2 separate regions of the Rattus norvegicus genome follow, and region 2 is linked to region 1. The links are chromatin contacts, called in public Hi-C maps. All regions are on one chromosome and are shown on one strand. Each heading gives the region's core, a stretch centred on a gene start, on an enhancer-like site or on the middle of the called end of the contact. The rest is flanking DNA. Distances are from core to core; before and after follow the strand shown. Region 1 overlaps Kazn (kazrin, periplakin interacting protein). Region 2 overlaps Kazn (kazrin, periplakin interacting protein).

What was found. Hi-C and Micro-C count contacts between places; a contact is called where the count stands out from the background.
Region 2: a Hi-C map of kidney shows a contact between it and region 1, with 3 times the contacts expected there. The contact joins two enhancer-like sites. A contact is called at or near these places in 9 of 12 Hi-C or Micro-C datasets (the A7r5 cell line, Schwann cells, frontal cortex and 5 more) and 1 of 1 datasets of contacts at active chromatin or transcription factors (oligodendrocytes).

What each region holds. Positions count from the first base shown.
Region 1 is chr5:159,725,957-159,733,232 of GRCr8, forward strand. It overlaps Kazn (kazrin, periplakin interacting protein), which reads right to left. Exons shown (of 15, transcript NM_001415945.1): 3 at 2,592-2,728. Among named protein-coding and RNA genes, the nearest start is that of Tmem51, 71 kb to the left of the region's middle. Within about 2 kb of position 3,770, at least 60 of the 93 cell types and tissues checked have an H3K27ac peak or open chromatin away from gene starts, as enhancers often do. A contact at or near this core is called in kidney, where this site is marked.
Region 2 is chr5:159,792,902-159,800,177 of GRCr8, forward strand. The region is part of intron 1 of Kazn (kazrin, periplakin interacting protein); the gene reads right to left. Among named protein-coding and RNA genes, the nearest start is that of Tmem51, 140 kb to the left of the region's middle. Within about 2 kb of position 4,785, at least 3 of the 93 cell types and tissues checked have an H3K27ac peak or open chromatin away from gene starts, as enhancers often do. A contact at or near this core is called in kidney, where this site is marked.

The DNA of each region.
Region 1 (7,276 bases), core at 2,520-5,019:
AACCTCAGATGGGCAGTGATGAGAGGCTGCAGGAGATGAGGGGTGTGGTGGAGGGTGGCAATAGAGGGTCTTAGACTCAGTACCAGGATCATCCTGTACCCAGCTCGCAGCTGGCTGCCTGGCCTGCTATGAGGACATCTGCAGCTGGGTTTGTAGACAGTCCCCAGCTGCACTCGGGACAGGGTGTGTGTCTTTGGCACGGTTTTCTGGGATGTTGCAACTCTGAGGATTTTTCTGGACAGGCCAAGCCCTATCTTTTCCAGCAGCTTTGAGTCCCTGCCATCTCTAGCTGAGGCCCAGAGAGGTTCCAGAAGAAGCCCGAGGGCCATGGCAGGTTGAGAGCCTGCAGCCTAGTGACTGGGGAACCAACCAGAGAGTTCTATTAATATTTCTCGCTTCATTCATACATAAAATGCACATTAAATGTAACCAGATGCAAGATCTTGAGAGGCTGGATAAAACCAGGGGTTAGGCTTTAGTTTCTCCACAGCATCTCTAAATATGTAATAGAATGACTACCTATAATCTCCCAGTGAGGGGCTGAGGGGCTGAGGGGCTGAGGGGCTGAGGGGCTGAGGGGCTGAGGGGCTGAGGGGCTGAGGGGCTAGCTCTGTGGTACTGCCTACATCACATATAGGAGATCCCAAGTTCATTCTGAACACCACAAAAAACAAATAATTGGTCTTGGTCAGCCACCAGACCCTTGAGCATCTTAGTCTTGATGTCTGCTAAAAGGACCTGGGCAGCCCCATTGACGGTGCCTCGGAGGCCATTCAGATGCCACCCCCCCCCCCCCCCCCCCCCCCCGCCTAACCTGAATGCATACAGACAGCAGCAGGGGACACAGAGTAGGCAGGTGACAACTGTAGTTGCTGCTAAGAGAGTCACCTGCAGCGAGTGTGAGGATCGTGTCAATTCCAATCTAGCCTCGGCCAACCGGCCTCTAACTGCAGCTCAGAGGTGGCCTCCTTGACTGGGTCCATCACGCTGTCTGCCACCACTGCTATTGAAGTCACTCGGACTTCCTGTTCCCAAAGCCACAGGCCGAACTGTTAGGTTTGAGTCCGGAATGTCTCTCAGAGGCTCACATTTTGCGTGCTTGTCCCCTGCCTGGGGGCACTCTGTGGGGAGTGTGAAGCCTTCGGGAAGTAGGGCCTGGCTGGCAGAAGTAGGTAGGGTCCTGGAGGTAAGCCTCTGAGGGCTTTATTGCTGCTGTGGCCCCAGCCATTGCTCTCTGCTTCCCTTACATTTCCCTCCAGCCTTTGTGCTCTTCTTTCCGGCTGGTCATGTGAGCACCTCCATGATGGTCTGAAACCGTAAGCCCAAATAAATCCTTCTTCCCTCAAATTGTCAGGCATCGTAGACCCAGTGACACGCAGGGGACACGCACATGAAAGAATGTTTCTACTTCAGGTCCATGTGCACAACGGAGTGGCAGCCCTGCCCACACAGCCTATGGAGGACAGAGGTCAACTCATAGAAGCCACTTCTCCCCTCCCATCATGCGAGTCCCGGGAATTGAACTCAGGTCATCAGGCTTGGCGGCAAGTGCCTTTACACACCGAGCCATCTTGCTCGCCCAGTCTTTCTGACCTGCACAACGTTGGGTGAAACACCTTCTCAATTGTGGCTCGTGAGCAAAGACCCCCTGACTGGGGCGGGAGGTATATACCCTGCACACTCTATACAGAGTCTCACTGACCAAATCTCTCATGTAATTAGAAACTCCTCCTCTCCCACAGAGCCCGGGGGCGGTGTCAACCCAACAGGAAATGGGTCTCTAGGTGGCTCCGTGAGGGAGTTTCTAGATGAGGTTCACTGAGGCGGAAAGTCCCACCCGGTGGCGCCATCCTAAATGCTAGAGGTCCAAACCGAATAAGGAGACCACGAGTTAAGCATCCATCGCTCTCCGCTTCCTGACTGCAGATGCGATGTGGCTGGCCACCTCACATCTCTTCCGCCACAACGGATCGTGTCTTCCAACTCTTACCCAAAACAAACCCCTTCCCCATGAAATTGCTTTTGACAGCCGTCAAAGCAAGAGAAGAGTTTCATCATGAGAAGGGTAATACAGAGCCCAACTCTTGTGACGCCTGTTCCATGATGCCCTTGGAGAGCCCTCTGGGCATGCGGACAGACCGCCCTGCTGTCACCCACTGCTGCTCGAAACTCCGCCTACTTCAATTATGTGGTTATTGAGATGCAAGGCTCCTCCTGCTCGGTACTCAGTATCTTGGTCCTCACAATAGCTTTGCACCTTCCACAGAAGGGGAAACTGAGGCTCTAGGGTGAGTGGGAGGTCCAAGGGTATACCCAGAGGAGGAAGGATTTGTGAAGCAGCTAGATTCCCGAGTCTACACTGTCCACCTAGGGACACAGGGCCCAACCAGGAGCTGGCCTGGATTTCTTGGATTGTTCAGATTAGATGAAGACAGCAGAGCTGCCAAGGGTGCTCTGGGATTCAAGGCCGAGGCCACGCTTGCTTAAGTGTGGAGACGAGATCGTGTGTGTCTGAGAGGGGAGGGCGGGAGAAAGGGACAGGAGAGGGAAGGGTGTGGGAGAGGAGGGCAGGGGTCCAGAGGGACACCGACCTTGCGGTGTTGTTCATAGTTGCGGATGAAGTCTCGCAACTGCTCCTCGCGGCTCTCCAGCGTGGCGTACAACTGCTGCATCTGGCTCACCAGGTCGGTCTTCTCGCCCTTTAAGCGCTTCCGGTCAGCTTTCATGGCTGTGGACAGGGCAGAGGATTAATTAGCTCCTGATACCCTAGCTGTTCCTCTGGGTGTTTTCTGTCCAGATGAGAAATGGGGTTCACCCGGTACAGTGTCTCTCCTGGAACCCCATCCATACCACTGCAGGGACCCATGCTTGCTGTGTGAACAGCTCCTTTTTTATCTCTCTGATTTGGCTGTGTGCATGGAAGCCCTGCTGGGCTGCAGGGCTAGCCTCAGAGGGGTCATACATGGGGAGCTCCTGATGCTGTAACTGAAATGGCGCCAGGATCACCGTCCCCCCTGAGCCCACAGAACAGCTCAGTCCCATCCAAGACTCTCTCTCATAAGGCCCACTTGATTATTAACATGTAGGGCTCAATGACATGCGAGACAAGACACAAATGATACGGGCCACGCACGGGATAAACTGGACTCTGTCGAATTAAAAACTCTGTGCTTCACAGGGAGACACGGAGAACAAGAAAAGACAGCTCGCAGAAGGGAGAGAATATTTCAAGTCCCTTATTGAGGAGGAGACATTTAGAATGTAAAAAAAATAAATTCCAGGCCAGCAAGACAGCTCAGCTGGTAGATGTGCCCATCGTCAAACCTGACAATCTTGAGTTCAATCACCAAGAACCCCTCGAAAGAAAAGCCTACTCCTATTAGCGGTCCTCTGACCTCCACATGTGTCCTGTGATGTGAACTTGGTGTATGTACACACGTGTACACACACACACACACACACACACACACACACACACACACGGTCAATAAAAATTTTAAAAATAAAATCTAAGTCAATAATAAAAAGACAACTGTTGGGGCTAGAGAGATTGCTCTGTGGTTAAGATCTCTTGCTGCTCTCGGAGAGGACCGGAGATCACTTCTCAGTATCCGCCAGGCAGCTCACAACTGTTTGTAATTCCGGTTGCAGGTGGGGCATCTGAGGCCACGCAGCTGCACTCAGAGAGCCACAGGGAACCCTGCACGGTGGGGACTCCAGGACTAGTCAGCATTCAAAATTCCAGCTTTGAGCCTCCCAATGAACCTGGCTGACTCTGTCCTCTTGGCAGCTAGCTTGGCAGCACAGCGGCTGAGGTCACGAGGGCTAGGCTTCCAGACCTACTGAGCCGAGAGCTTTCAGGGTGGAGCTAAGGACAAAGCCACGCCAGCTCTCCAACCTGGTGCAGCCCGTTACCAGGGAACCTGGCTTTAAGGAACTCCAGGGAACCTGGCTTTAAGGAACTCCAGGGAACCTGGCTTTAAGGAACTCCGACATATAGGAAGGCAAAACCACCGAGTGAGTGAAGGTGCTTGCCATCCTGCCTGACGACTCGAGTTTGAACCCTGAGGCACACACGGAGGGGGAAGAACTGACTCCTGCGAGTTGTCCTCCGATTCCTTGCACACACACTATAAAGAAAAGACAACCAACCAACCATCCAACCAAAAGAAACTCCAGGACCCAACAAAGATCCAAGATCCAGTCTGCAAGCCCTGTACAAGCAAGCCTGGGTCAGCACCACACATCACTGGCATTTCAGATGCACTTTTATAGAGGTGGGTGGGCGGGTCCTCTTATCCCACCCCAGAGGGGACGCTCTGGCCATACAACCAGTTAGTGGCATAGCTGGGGTGCACCAGGGTTGATGGTCTGGCTTACAGACTTGTTGTTTTAAAATTATAAAAAATGAAAAGCTGTCTTTTACCCCCATTAGTTCCTGCACTGCAGTGACCCAAGATATCTGGTAGATATGTCGCCCGAAATACACATCCCAACTCTGCGGTGGCCCAGTGTCTCTGCTGCCACCACATACTCTCTCAAATTCTCCACAAGAAAGAACACACAACACAATGACCTCTGTCCTAATTGATAAGATATAATTGCCCACCTAAGCATACAAAGCCCTGTACACAGCCATCCCTTAATTACATTCATAACAACCTGTAAATGTACAGAGTGGAATCCTAACGTCAGGCTCCATGTTCTCTCCTCGGCTACTCTGCCGTCTCCTCCAGTTTTCCGTCCTTTCTATTCCAGTCTCCTCCTCTTCCCTTAGACTTTTCTCCTGCCCATCCTTCCTTCTTGTCCAATGATAGGCTTTGTTCTATCCTGTACCTACCCTCATCTGTATGACTCCTACACAGATTGGTAGGTGTAACGGAGATAAACGTCCTTGAGGACTTGGTTGGTGCCCCCAACCCTTGCCACCATTGCCCTTGTGGTTAGAAACTGAACCTCTAGGATTCTGATTTGTCGTACCGTAAGTCTTAACCAGTGAGAACCGGTTTTTGCTCTCAGCTGCTTGGAGATTCACCAGCATCAGGAGGCCTTGATTCAGGACAGCATGCCCCAGTGTTTGAGGGGCTCCCATGATGAGGTACAACCCAAGCCATTCCCAACTCACAGGACGTGGGTGCCTGCTCAACGTGGGTGCCCTGACCAACTCCAGCTGCACCCCACTAGGCTTCCGACCTAGAATCTAAGAAAGCTCTGGGAGTGAAGGCCATGTTTAAGTCAACCTAACCTCCTTGTATTAACTCCTGTTCAATGGCTACGGTGGAATGCTCTTACAAAAGAGACTTAGGAAAGAAAGTGCTCCTTCTGCTATGGTTCCAGAGGACAGAGACCATCATGGCGAGTTGGCATGGAAACAGGCGGAGAAAGCACGGCTGCAGGAACCTGATCCCATTCACCCACACTACGGGGATCGAGAGTGGAAGAACCTGAGTAGGGGGAGGTGGGTACGGAGGGAGGGAACAGGAAGTGGAAGTGATCAAGGTTATGAATCCTTAAGGTCCATCCCCAGTGACATACTTCCATCAGCAAGGTGCTACCCCATAAAGGTTCTCGAACAGCGCCACCAAGTGGGCACTGAGTGTACAAGTACATGAGCCTGTGGGGGACATTTCTCATTCAAACCACCAGATGCCACTGAGACTGTAAACATAGAGACCAATGTCCAACCAACACAAGGGTTTCTAACACACACACACACACACACACACACACACACACACACACACACACACACAGAGAGAGAGAGAGAGAGAGAGAGAGAGAGAGAGCGAGCGCGAGAGAGAGAGCGCAAGAGCGCACTAAGATTGTGATACTATGGATCTGTCATCTGCCACAAAAGTCCCCCACTGGGGTTGGGGATTTAGCTCAGTTGAGGATTTAGCCTAGGCAAGCGCAAGGCCCTGGGTTCGGTCCCCAGCTCCGAAAAAAAAGAAAAGAAAAAAAAAAGTCCCCCACTGAAGGAAACTGACAGAGAGCCCCTGGAACGCTATACCAGCTCAAGGTAAAGAAGTGGGCATAACACCCAGCAAGGCAGCAGACTGCAAAGTGGCCAGACCGGAGGTGGGTACTGAGACACTCACCTCAACAAGCAATCCTCCACCCCGGGTGCATGAGAAGTCATTTAAATCTACACACATAGCCCCGAGGAGATGGCAGAGCCCTTCCTCCCTTGCCTTGCTCCCTAACTACAACAGATGCTTTCTCTTTCTCTCCGGGTAAGCCGCAGGTGTGAGGCTTGCCTCTCCGGGGTGAGTCTCTTGAGGTGGCAGCCAGCCAGTGCTCTGTCTGCATTCCCACAAACTGGCTTCACCCAGGCAGGTCTCATTCCAGCAACCAGGTCACTGGAACCACTGCTAGTGCGATGGTGACGGGTGTTGTCATAGTCTTTGGCTTTGTAGGGTCATGGTGTGTGCAGAGGGACTTTAAGCTCCAGGAGATGTGGGCCAAGTCACCCCAAATTCTGAGCTTTCACTTTATTGGGTACTACGGCGCTTCTGGGGCTGGAGAGATGGCTTGGCAGCTAAGGGTACAAGCTGGTGTTGCAAAGGACCAGAGCTTAGTTTTCAGCACCCATCTAAGGCAGTACCTGCACCCATGTGCGCATATGATATACGTAACGCGCAAGTAAAAATGAAGTCATTTAAAGAAAATCAGCCCTTTGGGCTGGAGAGATGGCTCTGCGGTTAAGAGCACCCGACTGTTCTTCCAGAGGTCATGAGTTCAATTCCCAGCAACCACATGGTGGCTCACAACCATCTGTAATGGGGATCCGATGTCCTCTTCTGGTGTGTCTGAAGACAGCTGTAGTGTGCTCACATATGTTAATGAATAAATAAAAATGTATATTTAAAAAAAAAAGAAAAGAAAAGAAAACCAGCCCCAATCCAAACATCTAATGATTCCTGAACTATGACACTAGGGGGGTGTCAGGCGCCATGCTAAGGCCCTGTGGGTTCTTGTCACTTGTCAACTGCTATGTGAAGTCCTCATACATTACAGAATCTCCATGCATTAATTGTCAAAACCTATCCAGCCCCAGCACCGAACTTCCTGTCCCCTTGGTTCTAAGTCTCAAACCAGGTCCCATAGCACACTGGGGGGAACACGCTATCCATATCTGCTCTTCTGGCCCTTGGGCTCTGGGTGGGGCTGAAGCTGGTTGAGCTGTTTTGGGATGGAACCCCCTGGCTTCAGGCATGTGCTCTATCACTGAGGTAAGGCCCAGCGGAACCTGTTTCATGGAGGAGGAAATTGAGGC
Region 2 (7,276 bases), core at 3,535-6,034, 68 kb after region 1:
AACTATGGGAAACCAAGACTTCTTGGTATTTTCTTCCCAGCATGAGATTCAATGTACATAAAACTAGCATATTTTTGGATCGTGTTGCTGGGAGTGTCTGCTCCAAAAAAACTGCTGTTCGAGATGCTGACTTCAGCTCTGTAAAACTCGTTCGATAAATCTTGGCTTGGGATTAGGACAGAAATCCCAACTGAAGTGGCCCTACACATATTCCTGCCAATTTGTACTATGTGGTTATGGGAAGGACCAATCTTAGCATAATGGTTAAATTATGAAATAAAAATATCGATTAACTCTGAAGAACCCTGAGGGTCCTCTGCTTCCCATGGTTTCGTATTCAGTCAAGATTTAATAGCCTATAACTCCAGGGGATGTGCTGTCTCTACTGGTCCCAACAGGTGTACACACACACACACACACACACACACACACACACACACACACACACACACAAAAAATATAATAAAGTTGATCTTTAAAATGCCCTATTCAAAGGTCCATTTTCAGATTTTTTTTCCCCCTATCTGGGTCAGGTACAGGGCCTAACAAATGACATTTAATGGGTTCCCAGGTGAGTCAGACAGATGGTCCAGTGGTCATGCCTTAGGGAACGGCCTTAGCAAAACAAACACCTTACGTTTTTTATAAGCAATCCGGAACAGGCCATAGAAACACTGGGAGCCCTGATTGCATCTGAATTGACCACCGGTCACAAGTGACTGATTACAAGTTAGTTAAATGTACAGTTCGGTTCTCCAATCCCCACGAGGCTTTGGAAACTTCTGTCAAACATCTGTCCCATGCGCCTGCCTCGGTTTCCCCTATTGAGAACCGAAGTTCCTTCTCTGAAGGGCTGGTTAAAACCGTTTAGGACTTGTGCCTGGGAGAGAAGGAATGTTGCAGGTCAAGAGCTAAAATTATCTCCTATCTCTTTGGTACCTTCACGGGCCATTTATACAACCTGGATCTGACCTCAAGGGCTTGTGACTGTGAGGTAGCATGTTTGCAATGTATTGACTTAGCAGACCCCAGCTTTCACCAACCTCAGCGTATGATAGCAGAGAGCATCTCTGAGTCCTTGCTCTGCTGTCACCTGCCTACTTGATGTCCCCGTGCACGGATTTGGTACTTGCATTGTTGAATCATGACTTTCTTTTGTTCTGTGGCTATAGAAGTTTGTGTGTAAGTTCTTTGGAAATGGAATCCCACTCAGGGCCCCTGGGGTCTTGGGCACTCGCATGTGGCTCAGAATAAACTCTTCCAAAGAGCAGGGTTTTGTATTAACACTATAAAGAGAGGGTCCGTTCTAGAACATTCCCACAGGGCAGACACTTGTAGCCACACCTGAAGAACCACAGGAGAAAAAGCATCCTGTATGGACAGCCTTACGTCGGCGACAGAAGCCAGGGTGAGCTTCTGCTTTTGACAGGGAGCATCCAGAATGCAAGCTTGCCTCTTTCTCAGCTACCAGAGTAGCAGAAGGACCTCAGAGGAGCCCAAGAAAGCCATAGATGGAGCTGCCCTCCTACCTGACTTCGGGACTTTAATGGAACGCTGTGGGAATCTGCCCCACAAAAGGCTGCTCTGGGTCAGTGATTACTCCCAGCTCAGGCCACACTAGAAGCCCACAGGCAGCAAGAATTACCCATGGTGTGTGGGTGGTTATAGAGCCACAAACCCCAGGAATCCATCCCCTGGTGCATTATCTGAAGGGAGACAGAGAGGTCATCCAGGGCAAGGTCCAGCACATAGGCTGGAAGCAAACATGAACAAATTATGGCCCCAGCTTAATGCCCCGAGAAGGCATCACAGGGCCTTGCCTGGTGCCCTGAGTCCTGGAGAACGCCCTGCCTCCCAGTGAAACCCAGGGCACCGTTCTGCCCTAGGCAGATCCTCGGGATAAGGAGGGGACTCAAAGCTAGGCAGTCACAAATAATACACCATGGCCAAGAGGTGATAAGAGACCAAGTTGTCCCCACCCCCTTAAAGAGGCAACTGCACAGCCAAACAGGTGACACAGCCTGCAATCCTGGCACTTGGGAGGTGGCTGCAGAAAGATCGGGAGCCAAAGGTGAGCCTAGGCCACAGGGCAAACCCTTGTTTCAACAAACTAACAACAACGGCTACAACAATCCTCTCCAAGCCTGAAAACCCGAGTTCTGTCCCAGGGACTCATGTGGTTGAAGGCAAAAGCCATTCCCAAAAGGTATCCACAGGCCTTTGCACTTGTCAATAAATAAACAAATGTCAATTTTGAACCTGTAAATGGAAGGATGTCCAGCACCAGCCTGGACCATAGAATTGACTTAAATCGACTCAGCCTGGGGCTCAACACGCAGAGGATCCAAAACAGGGCGTATCTACCCGTCAATACCCAAGTCCCTGACCCCTAAGTGTACAGAGAAAGTTCCCAAGGATATGAAGGAGGCAGTCCTCACGGTGGTCCTCTCCAAGGCAGAGAGGAATGTGAGGTGGCTGAAGGGAACACGGACAGGCGCACGGCTAAACGAGTCTGCTTCCACAGAACCTCAGCACCAGCAACAAAAGTGTCCAAGGGGACGTGGGGCAGGGCGGGTGGAGGCTGGGCTCTGAAAGGCTGGAAAAACAGGCTCCACCGGTGGCTTGGGGGACCAGAAGAACCAAAGAATGGAAGAATCGCAAACAAGAACTGGCTTCCTCTGTCTCCTTAGCACCCAGCCAGGCACTGGCTCTGGACAGCCAGGGACAGCATTTCAACAGAAGGCACTAGAACACTGTGGGCTGCCCTGGGCGGACCCTACGTAGGGGCAACTGAGTGCCCTGTGTCTGTCTTAGCACAGCAGGGGCTCCTGAGCTCACAAGACCAGGAACCCATCCATGTGGTCCTTCTATGGAAAGTCTAAGAACGGAAGCCAGCGCATGGCTGAAAATGGAGGGAGGAGGGGGCTAAACCTAGTCATGAGTTTAACTAGGCTGTGTCCACTACTGACACCCATGGGAGATAGAAAGACTGCTGGTAGTGATATTAGAATTCAGGGAAGCCAGAATGCCCGACCCCGCCCAAAAGGCAAAGGGCAAGTCTTCAAAGTCTGGTCTGTGGAATCCTGTGTCAAAACGCAGGGCTGGAATGTAGCTCAGCCGGTACAATGCTTGCCCAACATGCACAGGGCCATGGGTTGCATCCCCAGGATTGCATAGAGCAACAACAAACACACAACGGTATAGCCAAGAGCCCGTAGTCCTAGGAACTGGGAGGTGGAAGCAGGAGGGTTAGAAGTTCAAGGCTAGCCTACAATAAGAGCCGGTTTCCCAAAGGGGATATATCACAACAACAAAAACACTCGGGGCTTTGAATCTGAGACACTTAGAACCCTCGCTTAGTGGTGTGGGGGTGTGGGAGTGAGTACCAGTGTAGTCTGAGCACTCTACTGTCTCTGTAAGTTTGATGCCAGCCTGATCTACTTAGGAAGTTCCAGGTCAGCCAGGGCTACCTACGGAGACCCTGCCTCAGAAGAAGAAAAGGAGGAGGAGGAGGAAGAGGAGGAATAAGAAGAGAAGAGGAAGAGAAGGAACAAGAGGGCAAAGGGAAGGAGAATTCGTTCATTACTATTATCATTATTAATATTACTATTTATATTAATTATTCAAGGCCATCCTCACCTACAAGGTTACTTCTGGACTTACTATTGTTGTTGTTATTGTCATTATAATTATTCAAGGTCATCCTCAGCTACAAGGTTACTTCTCTACCAGCCTGGGAGAGCCACGGCTAAGAAAAAAACAATACAAACCCTTCATGGTAACCAGCACCCCAGACTACTGTGATCTGTCTCAGCAGTTTCAGACCCCTGGGAAGTCAATGAAGAGGGAGGAAGACTATATCCCAAGGGCCTCATATGACTTTCATTAGAACCCACCTGACCCTGAAAACCAGTAGTCATGGCTTCCGGGCGTCTGTCCCTTTCCAGGCTTCAGCCTCCACACCGCACCACAGAAGAGATTTACTTAGCCCGGCCTTTAGGTTCCCCGCTCAAGGGTCTGCATTCTGGGTTCCTAAACAGCAAAGGCAGGTGGGGACAGAACACTCTCCTAGCACGGATCCACTACTAGTGAAATTCTGGTGGGGTTTGGGGGCGGGGGTTATGGGTGGATTCTCTTAAGGACACAGAGGTAGGAACAGCTCTGGGAACTACAGGCCTGAGAGAACAGCCCGTAGGCCAGCTCAACAGCTCATGCCTGTTATCTTAGCACTACGGAGGCTGAGGCAGGAGGGCTAAGTGTGAGGCTTGACTAGTGTAGTGAGAGAGAGACATCACACATACACACACACACACACACACACACACACACACACACACACACACACACACACACCCCAGAATAAGCCTACAGTCCCAGCACTTGAGAGATAGACGGTAGGAGGTCTAAAAACTCATGGTCATCCTCTGCCATAACCAAGTTCAAGGCCAGCCTGGGCTGCATGAGACCCTGTCTCAGAAAGGAAACAAAGCTAAAATTAAAAACAGAAAGGCAGAAAGGAAAGACCACGGTTTTCCCAGGATCTTGACTTCTGCTGTGGCCCAAACCACCGAGAATGATGGCCTTGCTGTGCAGAAGGCAATCTGGAACAGACGCTTAGTATCCAATAACTTCTTTGGGCCTCAACGGTTTCATCTGTAGGATGGGGAGAATGCCAGCTATCTCCTGGCCATGGGGATCAACAGACCTTAGCGCCTGCATCAGAGCAAAACTTGAATCTTGGCAAATGCCCTAAGGAAAGAACACATTCTTCGCTGTCCTGGGGAAAGGGCACATTCTTCCCTGCTTCAGTGCACAGGGTTTCAAAGTTAGGAGTCTGGTGTCAGGGCTGTGTAGGTAGGTGTGGGAACAAAGCTCCCAGGAGACCCGGCTGTTGTTTGCACCTTCTTTGTCATTCTCTAGGGAGAGCCTTCCGAAGCTTCCACACAATTGAAAGGCATGAAACATTCAATGCCTGCGATAAAGTTACAGCCCAAACTAGCCTGTGCCAACATCCTAATCCAGGCACCTGCGGATCAGCCACCAGGTGCCAGGTGGTGGGTGTTTCCTGGTACACTCCCTCAAATCTAGCATGGACAAGGGGACAGAAACCACACTGCCCTCCCTGGCCCCCTTCTGCACAGCCAGGATTCAGTGTCTCCAGGCCAGGGCTGAGACATCGGGTCTCACATACCTGCAGTTCCCACCTGGCTGGGAATTTCTTCCAGATCAGGGGTTTCTACAGCATCTGCAGGGCCGTGGATATTGGGCAAGAGCTGAGCGGAATCACCCTGAGCAGAGTCCTCCATCTGGCCTCTTTTGAAAGCATCCAAGCAGCAAACGAGAGAAAACCTGAGGTCTCTACCATCACGAAGGCTTGCACAGGGACTGCAGAGGAGGTGGCCCCTGAGAATTGGCGGTGATCCCGACGTCCCCCCTCCCTGGAAGGCACTCATCTGACACATATGACATCCAACGCCTTTACTGAGGGGAAATAACTACACACACGCACATGCACACGCTTGTGCACACCTCCCCAGCCTGGCTCCCCTCTCTAGAGTGTTTAAGCCCTTAGTGACTCACAACACTGGGCTCCTGCGTGATTGCTTTGGCCAGCTTTAACGATGTGCTTGGTTTATCTGCTGGGGCAAAAGCTTGTCCGCTCGCTCGAAAATCCACCTGATCTAACATTTGTGACAACTTACCCTATCATGATGGCAGAGGCGGGGGTGGGAGGGGTGGGTGGGTGGTGTTGGGGATTTAGCTCAGTGGTAGAGTGCTTGCCTAGCAAGCGCAAGGCCCTGGGTTCGGTCCTCAGCTCCAGGGGGTGGGGGAACAAGCTAATCATGATGGCAGAGGCGGACCTCAGGGTGGGAGGTGCCGCTTTCCTTGAGACGATGAATAGAAGCATAAACCCTCCTTCCTGCAGATCGAGTGACAAATGGACCAGGTAACTCAAACTGGAATATTACTGAGAAAATCAAGACTGTTTGCAACCACTGTGGAGATTCTCCAGTGACTCACAAGGGCAAGGCAGCATCCAGTCCTTCCGAGAGACACCTGCTTGACCAAATCCCAATATACACTGGCCTGGTGATGCACCCTGGGGATCCCAGCAACAGGGGGAGGGACGAAAGAGGCAGGGATCCGAGTTCAAGGCTAAGTTTGGCCGCATAGAGAATACTAGGCAAGCCTGAGCTATAGGAGACTACCACACACCAAAAAACAAACAAACAAAAACAAAACAAAAAAAAACCTCAACAGTCCTGACTACAATGATATAGGTGGCATGTCACACACAGCTCCACAGCTCCACACACTGTCACACACAGCTCCACACATGTCAAGCCCTTTTAGACCTCGAGAATTCCCCCGTCTCCTGGTAGCACCAATAGCACCAGGGCCCACAGAAAAACAGGCCAACAATTAGACTCCTGTTCAAGCTTCAACTCAAGTGGGTATAAAAGCACTCCCCACTTTACAGAAGGGAAAACTGAGGCTTGGGACGTTCAGTAACTTATTGGATGGCACACAGCTTGTAAGAAGCAGAATCCAGAAATCCTAACCGGTGTATATTTATGTCTAAACCTGCACTTGCCCTGGCCAAGGATAAGATTCGGTCCAAAGCACTGAACCACTGCAAGGGTCCCTGGGAAAACAATCTTCAAAGTGGTTTATACCTCTGATCACCTGGACAGCCTAGGTCCTGTGACCTCCACCCTGCTCTGCTATATGGGGATAGTAAAGGAAGCCAGTTGATCTTTGTAGGCGGCTGCTAGGAGTGTCCCAGTGCCTGGTGTGGAGGGGAAACGCTATCGTAACCTCTTCCTAGCAGAAGGCCTTTGCAGAGCGGGTAACAGAATGTCTTGCTAAAGCTAGATCGAGGAAGGCTGGTGCTGCTGAAGCCACGCGTGTGGAGAAGGCAGACTTTTTGCTCTTTGTAAGATAAAAATTTAAAAGGAGCTGGGTGATGGCGGCTCACACCTTTAATCCCGAGATAGAAGCAAGCGAATCTCAAGAGTTTGAGGCCAGCCTGGTCCAGGATGGCCAGGGTTGCACAAAGAAAGCCGGTCTTGGAAAACAAACAACCCCTCCCACAAACAAACAAGTTAAAAGGAAAAAAAAACTCTTAGGTTTATTAGTGTCTGCTTCCTCGAGTGTTTTCACAAGGTTTTTCCCTTTCTCCAAGATTGAGGTCAACCAGCGCACTCCTAGGAGGAGCTACCGACTGCCTGTGTGACCTTGGGCAAGTCCCTCAACTTTTCCAAGCACCAGGGTT